Linked DNA regions of Macaca mulatta: region 1 is linked to region 2. The links are chromatin contacts, called in public Hi-C maps. All regions are on one chromosome and are shown on one strand. Each heading gives the region's core, a stretch centred on a gene start, on an enhancer-like site or on the middle of the called end of the contact. The rest is flanking DNA. Distances are from core to core; before and after follow the strand shown.

The links. Hi-C and Micro-C count contacts between places; a contact is called where the count stands out from the background.
Region 1: a contact with region 2 is called in a Hi-C map of fetal cortex germinal zone, with 3 times the contacts expected there. The contact joins the promoter of RNF26 here to the promoter of DRC12 in region 2. A contact is called at or near these places in 3 of 14 Hi-C or Micro-C datasets (cortical neurons, fetal cortex germinal zone and liver).

Annotation. Positions count from the first base shown.
Region 1 is chr14:120,024,385-120,028,065 of T2T-MMU8v2.0, reverse strand. It overlaps RNF26 (ring finger protein 26), which reads right to left and starts at 2,384. Exons shown (of 1, transcript NM_001266883.2): 1 at 1-2,384. The coding sequence starts at 1,783. The coding sequence ends at 482. It also overlaps the pseudogene LOC144334475.
Region 2 is chr14:119,884,778-119,888,315 of T2T-MMU8v2.0, reverse strand. It overlaps DRC12 (dynein regulatory complex subunit 12 homolog), which reads left to right and starts at 2,235. Exons shown (of 7, transcript XR_013404339.1): 1 at 2,235-2,514; 2 at 2,813-2,885; 3 at 3,312-3,386.

The sequences.
Region 1 (3,681 bases), core at 1,135-3,634, 140 kb before region 2:
GCTGAACACAAAGGTTCAAGATCATCCGAAGGCCCCTGAGTTGCCAAAACACCCAAATAACACTGATATGTTGTGGCCACAAAAGCTGGGGAGGAAATGTGAAGGAGGCAGGAAAAGGACCTACAGATCTCCAACAGAAAAACCACAAGCAGAGAGGGGTAACCCCAGAGGCAGCTGGGTGGGCCCTGGGCAAGCTGGAGGAGAGCCCACAGCAAACAGTCTCAAGGCCCTTGCATAGTGACATACTCACCACCCTCAGCATCGAAGGGACCCACTGGGTAAGGAGAAGCTATGTTATCCTGCCCCCACCCACATCATAGTCTTCCATCTCAATGTCCTGGATGTATGGCTTGGAGGCCTGGCAGGACAGCCACAGGGGTAGGAGGGATTCAGACCAGGACCCGGAGATGAGCTGTTAATGCTGTCCTAGCGTGAGTGCCTGCATGGAGCGTGGAGGGGTGGGCAGGTAGGGAAGGAGTCTTCAGAGGTAGACATTGAGGGTCTGCAGGATGCCCCGGCGGCACAGCGGGCAGTTGCGGTGGTAGACGGGGTGGCGCATCAAGATTTCAGTGCAGGCCTGGCACAGGCACAGATGCCTGCAGGGCAGGAGCAACACCGTCTTGCTCTGGTCCTGGCAGATGACACACTTCTTCCGCTCCTCTTGCTCCTTCAGCAACTTCCACGGGTCTTGCCCGCCTGGAGGCTCCTCATCGTTGAGCCTCTCTCGGCCCCTGGCAGGTGTCGCTCTGATGGTCCTGGCCTCCTCCTCTTCTGCCTCTGATCTGCGCCCCGCTTCAGGAAAAGTGTCCTGTCTCCGGGTCCTAACTGAGAACACCCTCATAGGGTCACCCTGGGGGGCTCCAGGTGCCCCTCCGCGGTTCGGCCAACTCGCCAGCTGCAGGCTGCGGCTCCAGACTCGGCGCCAGGCCTCTGAGCCCAGTGCTAGGCGAGAGAGCCTCATGACATCCTCTCGAAGACGGTGGTAGGATGGCCGGGCATGGAGCTGGCTGAGTGCCTGGGTAGCCAGTCTCAGGGTCAAGTCCGGATGCAACACAGTCACCGTCACTGCCAGCACGCAAGCCAGCAACACCAGGCCAGTGAGATTGACAAGCACAAAGCTGGCCAGGAGGCGGGCAGCTGAGGCCAGCAGCTCCAGGGCTAGTTGGCAGGGTGTCCAAAGGAGGATGGCCATGGCCACAGCACTGCTGGAAATGTGGGCTAGGAAGGCAGCCACTACATCCGTCATCCTCCACAGAGGCCCGGTCACTGTATCCCACAGGGCCAGCACCAGGGAAAAGAGGTTCTGAGTGCCGATGAGGCAGATGTTGACCAGGCTGTTGATCACATAAGCCACCAGGCTCATGGCAATGGCACAGATGTCACAGGCCTGGCGCAGCAAAGCATGGCCATTGGAGACCACACTGAGGACGCCCCGGTGCAGTATTTCCCTGCTCCGCAGTGCCCCGTGAGAGGCCAGGTGCCCCAGGAGCTTTAGGCTCTCCAGGCCAGAGCAGCAGCTATAGAGCAGGGTACACAAGGCCTGCAAGCCCCCACATGTGAACCGGACCACGGCTTCGATCAAGGCCAGCAATGAAAGCAGGACTCCGCGGCCCAAGTGCAGAAGACTAGTCAGTACCGTGTGCGGCAGGTTGTAGACGAAGGCCAGGAGCCAGGCCAGGGAAGCCAGGAGGGAGGACACCAGCAGGAAGTTGAGGTCCAACACCAAGGTCAGCACGTCCAGCACCAGGCCCACCCCATTCACTACCAGGTACACTGCCTCCATGATAGGGCTATGGAGGTTAGTCCAAAAGAAAGTCTGGCTCCTCGGTTGTGGGGTTGTCTAGGTTGTCAATATTTTAGGGGGTCTGGGATTAATTTGGAAGGAAAATGAGCAGTCTCCAACACAGGCGGTACCAAGAATCTGAGGAAGAAGTGGGTAAGAGGGAAGAGGAGTCTTGGTAGAGGGAAAGGGGGCCAGGTGCCAGTCCAAGAGTCCAGGTTTTGAAGATGGGCTGTTTGGGAGGGAAGAGCCCAAACATCTCCAAAGCGAAGGCGAGCCCAGGCCGTAGGAGCGACCTCAGCTTTGGATGCCTGGTGTGGCGAACCACGGCCGGGCAATGGGTCAGACCGGGAGGAGACGGGGAACAGATGGAATGGGATCGGATTGGATCGGATCGGGTCGGGTCGGGTCGGGCCGGGGCCGGGTGGGGTCGACGCAAGCTGGGCGCGGGCTCGCAGTCCAGCTACGCAGGTGCCCCTGTCCCCGCCCGGCCCCCGTCCTCCCGTTAGCGGCGCTTTGCACCCAAAAGGGGAGTGGGAGAGGCAACCAGCTTCAGCAAACCCCAAGCGCAGCCCCTATTCCGCTGGGCGCCGCCATCTTGTGTGCAAAGGGGTGGAGCCAGAGGGATGACGAGGAGGGAGGGACGACAAACTCCAGCCAATCGGTGAGGGCCAAGCGCAACAACGTCAATCACTCATTGGTCCGTTTGAATGGCGCACGAACGTATTTACTTTCCGAAGGGAAGGAGCGGCGACAGATTAAATCCCCTCCCCCTTGAGGCGGGGATTGGCTCGTTGACGGGCAGCGTCGGAATACGTTCTCCTAGCCCCGCCCTCTAAAAGAGCAAGGCCTTGGACTCCCCTTAATTTGGGAGCTGTTCTTTCTCCCGGCCTCCGAACGCGAGCTGTTTTTTTTGGTTTGAGTCCGAGGTCACTGCCTCTGGGCTGGGCTTTGGAATAGCACCTCCTTCGCAGCCTGTTCAGATCCGTCTCCTCATTCTCCTCTATTTATTCATCTATTCTATCATTTGTTGAGCTCCTACAGTGCATTGAGGATACAAAAAATTTTAAGACAGTGCCTGAGGTTCACAAGGGAAAGCGGATTATTACAGGAGATTCCCAAACTGCTACTCCAAACTTTCCGCACCAGGTTTTTCAACATCTTGGAAGATTACTTCATTGTCATTGAGAAAAGGTGGCTGCAGATTTCGAAACAGCTCAGCTTGCTACCCTGGGCCTTCCTACCCTAGAGTGCAGTGGCGCGATCTCGGCTTACTGCAACCTCTGCCTCCTGGGTTCAAGCGATTCTCTCCTGCTTCAGCCTCCCGGGTAGTACAGGCGCCCACCACCTCACCCGGCTAATTTTTGTATTTTTAGTAGAGACGGGGTTTCACCATGTTGGCCAGGCTGGCCTCCAGCTCCTGAACCTCGTGATCCAGGCGCCTCGGCCTCCCGAAGTGCTGAGATTACAGGCGTCAGCCACCAAGCCTGGCCCTGCCCTTTTCTTTAATACTCAAACAATAGTCAAAATATATTTGAAACCCCATCCCAAATATATTGGGAATCCTGGGATTTTCTACTAACTCCAAGGATACTTAGCGGACTCCTAGCGGACTTATCTTTCCCCTGGTTACCTTTGCTGAATTTCCTACTTGGGTTGAATTCTCCATCTCCACTCCTGGGCTCCTCAAATTGTCCATCCCCCTTCACTCTGCCCTGAACACTGCCTCGGAGTCCTTCATTCTCCAAAGCATCACTGATAAGAAGCTGAGGTGTGCAGCAAACCTTTACTGAGGCCGTGGGGTCGTGGTAGGGGCTACGCTACGGTGCAGAGGAAGGACTGCAGGCGCTGAAACTCCTCTGGCTTCTTCCTACCCTTTCTCTCTCGCTGCTCTCAGGCCC
Region 2 (3,538 bases), core at 986-3,485:
CTAAAGAAAGAAGGCCAGGCGCAGTGGCTCATGCCTGTAATCCCAGCACTTTGGGAGGCTGAGGCAGGTGGATCACGAGGTCAGGAGTTCAAGACCAACCTGGCCAAGATGGTGAAACCCCATCTCTACTAAAAATACAAAAATTAGCCAGGCGTGGTGGTGGGTGCCTGTAATCCCAGCTACTCGGGAGGCTGAGGCAGAGAATTGCTTGAACCCAGGAGGTGGAGGTTGCAGTGAGCCGAGATCACATCACTGTACTCCAGCCTGGTGACAGAACAAGACTCTGTCTGAAAAAAAAAGATAGCCTGGTGCAGTGGCTCACGCCTGTAATCCAAGAACCTTGGGAGGCCAAGGCAGGCAGATCACTTGAGGCCAGGAGTTCAAGACCATGCTGGCCAATATGGTAAACCCCGTCTCTACAAAAAATATAAAAATTAGCCAGGTGTGGTGGCATGCGCCTATAGTCCCGGCTACTCAGGAGGTTGAGGTGGGAAGATCACCAGAGCCTGGAGAGGCTGAGGCTGCAGTGAGCCGTGATCATGCCACTGCACTCCAGCCTGGGTGACAGAGAGAGACACTGAGAAAAAAAAAATGCCAGGCGCGGTGGCTCACGCCTGTAATCCCAGAATTTTGGGAGGCCGAGGCGGGTGGATCACGAGGTCAGGAGATCGAGTCCATCCTGGCTAACACGGTGAAACCCCATCTCTACTAAAAATACAAAAAAATTAGCGGGGCGTGGTGGTGGATGCCTGCAGTCGCAGCATGAACCCGGGAGGTGGAGCTTGCAGTGAGCCGAGATCGTGCCACTGCACTCCAGCCTGGGCAACAGAGCGAGACTCTGTCTCAAAACAAAAACAAAAACAAAACAAACAAACAAAAAACCTAAAGAAACGGTCTGCAGGTCCCCTAATCCAAAAGGAGAAAAGCCCTGAAGTGTCTGCTGTTTTCACTCTAACCAGTATGGTGCCCAGAGATCCAAGTGGCAGATAGATGGCAAGCCTCAGGATAGCACAGAGCTGCAGGGAGAGTGAAGGCTGCCTGACAAGGGAGGGCCACCCGTCATACTCTCTCCCCCACATTAATTATTCCAGCCACTCCTGGCTCCAGCAGGACACTAAGAAGTATCCCCAAAGGGAGTCACCCCCAATATTGCCCAGTAAATAATTTAAAAGCAAAAATGTGGGAAACTCAGGAGAAGGTCAAACAAGTCCACTAGAGGGAGCCCCAACCAACTCTATGCTGCAGGGAGCCTCACAAAGCAATGTCTCAACACCTGTCTGAAAATCAACCACACAAGGGAATGGGGAAATGTAGCAATAGATTAAGTAACTAGGAGAGAAGATAGCCATGTAAACACCTAGCTAAAACACAGGCTTTTCAAGAGCTACAAAATCAAACATTTAAAGATCAGGAAACTGATGCTGAGCAAAGTCAAATGGCTTGCCTCAGTTTACATATCCACAGTTGGGACTCAAACTCAAATGTCTTGTCTCTAACCTGAGCACTTTCCTGCACACTTGCATCCCTCTAGGTCAGTACCCTAGAGTCCATGGGTCTGCTGTTCCTTTGTGTCTCATTTCTCTGAAGTGGGAAACGCCCTCGACTACCTATTCCTGTACTTATTACCCTCATTCCACAGTGTACTGAAGAGGATCTTCAGTGGTTTGGGGTTTTTGTTTGTTTGTTTGTTTGTTTGTTTGAGACAGGGTCTCCCTCTGTCATCCAGGCTGGAGTGCAGTGGTGCAATCATAGCTCACTGCTGCCTCAACCTCCCAGGCTCAAGTGGTTCTCCTGCTTCAGCCTCCCGAGTAGCTGAGACTAACAGGTGTGCACCACCCTGCCAGGCTAATTTTTTAATTTTTTGTAGAAATGAGGTCTCACTGTGTTGTCCAGGCTGGTCTTGAACTCCTGGCCTCAAGTAATCCTCCTGCCTCAGCTTCTGAAAATGTTGGGATTATAGGCATGAGCCACCGCCCCCAGCTTAGATCTTCAGTTTTAAACCTACTAATGTCATTTTGCTGATGGGACCTCGGGATGTCAATTGTCCAACATGGCTACTGTCAGTCCTTTTCCTCTGTATCAGCACAACATATTATCTCAGATGTGTACATCTGAATTTGGAAGTCTCCAAATTGCAGGCCATGTCTACGTGGCAATGAATCATAACCAATCGGCCTCCAAAGCCCTTTCTTTTCAAACTATACTTAGGGTTTTGGGATAAGGAAAGAACTGACCCTTTGAGACCTTGATATTTTAAGCTTTGTGAGCTGATTTAGCCCATTCCACCTTCCTACGAACTCCATGTTTCCCAGTTGCCTGGACAACATACAGCCTCCCGAAACCCAACCTTCCAGCCCTCAGTCCTGCCCTCAAGAGAAATTTGTCACCAAGGATTGGCTCCCAGGACCCAGGCCCCGCCTCAGGCTCCTCGCTAGTTGGGCCTTCTCTCTGCCACTCCCCACGGGTGGGTCACTCCACAGGGAGCCCCAACACTGGCAGGAGAGGATCCTACAGGTAGGAAGAGGGGGTTGAGGATGATGGGAAGAGGGAGGGGAGCAGGTACAGGGATTTATCTAAAAGAGAGTTGTGAGGAGTGACTTCCGTACAGTCAGCCTGGTTGAGAGAAAAAACTTCACCCTCCCCGTTGACCCCAACCCTGCCTGAGGTTCCAAAGAGACTGTGAACTGACTTTTCTGAAGAGTATGAGATACAAATTTGGAGTAGAACCAGGAGACTCCCCTGAGACTCCTGATTCAGTCAGGAAAGCATCCCTGTGTCCAGACCTAAACATAAGGTCCCCTCCTTCTCCCAGGACAGCAAGGAGATGCCACTTAAAAACAAAGAAAAAGGGAAGAAATCTGGGGCGCAGAAGAAAAAGAACTGGGGTGAGTCATGGTGGGTGGAGGTGCCCCCTGCTTCTCCATGTTCTGGCATGAAGACCACGCAGAGCTCCTCCAGAGAGAATTCAGCCTTCTACATGACAGGATGGAACTCTCTTGACCTTCCTCTTTCGTGTCCTTGAAGTCAGATGCAGGGAGCTGAGGAAGTGGGGAAATGGTCACTCACGCTCTCCTTTAAGCACCATCTAGCTTTGTGCCTTCCTAATATATTTGTCATGTGTATTTTGCATATCTGTTATGTGCTGGTTGGTAAGGACACAGTGCTGACTTCAGTAGACTCTGCCACCATGGATCCCTCATTTAGTGGTCCTCAGGTCTCCTGTGGCAAAAGTGCAGGGTGTGGGGTGAGGACGCAAGGAGAGTGAGGAATGCTGAGATCACGAAGAGCTGAGGCTCTGCCACTTGCCACAGCAGGTGCAGATGTGGAGGCTGAGTCCAGGCACAGGCTGGTGGTGCTGGAGAAGGAGCTGCTCCGAGATCACTTGGGTAAGGAGGGTAGAAGTTGGCATGGGGGTGGGCAACAGGGCAAGTGAAATGGGGCATTTCTGTATCCTGGGGGATTGGAGAGTTGGAGATACAGTGGGGGGCTAAGTTGAACCCTAACCATCCCCTAGTGGAAAAAGACAATGAGAGAGGGG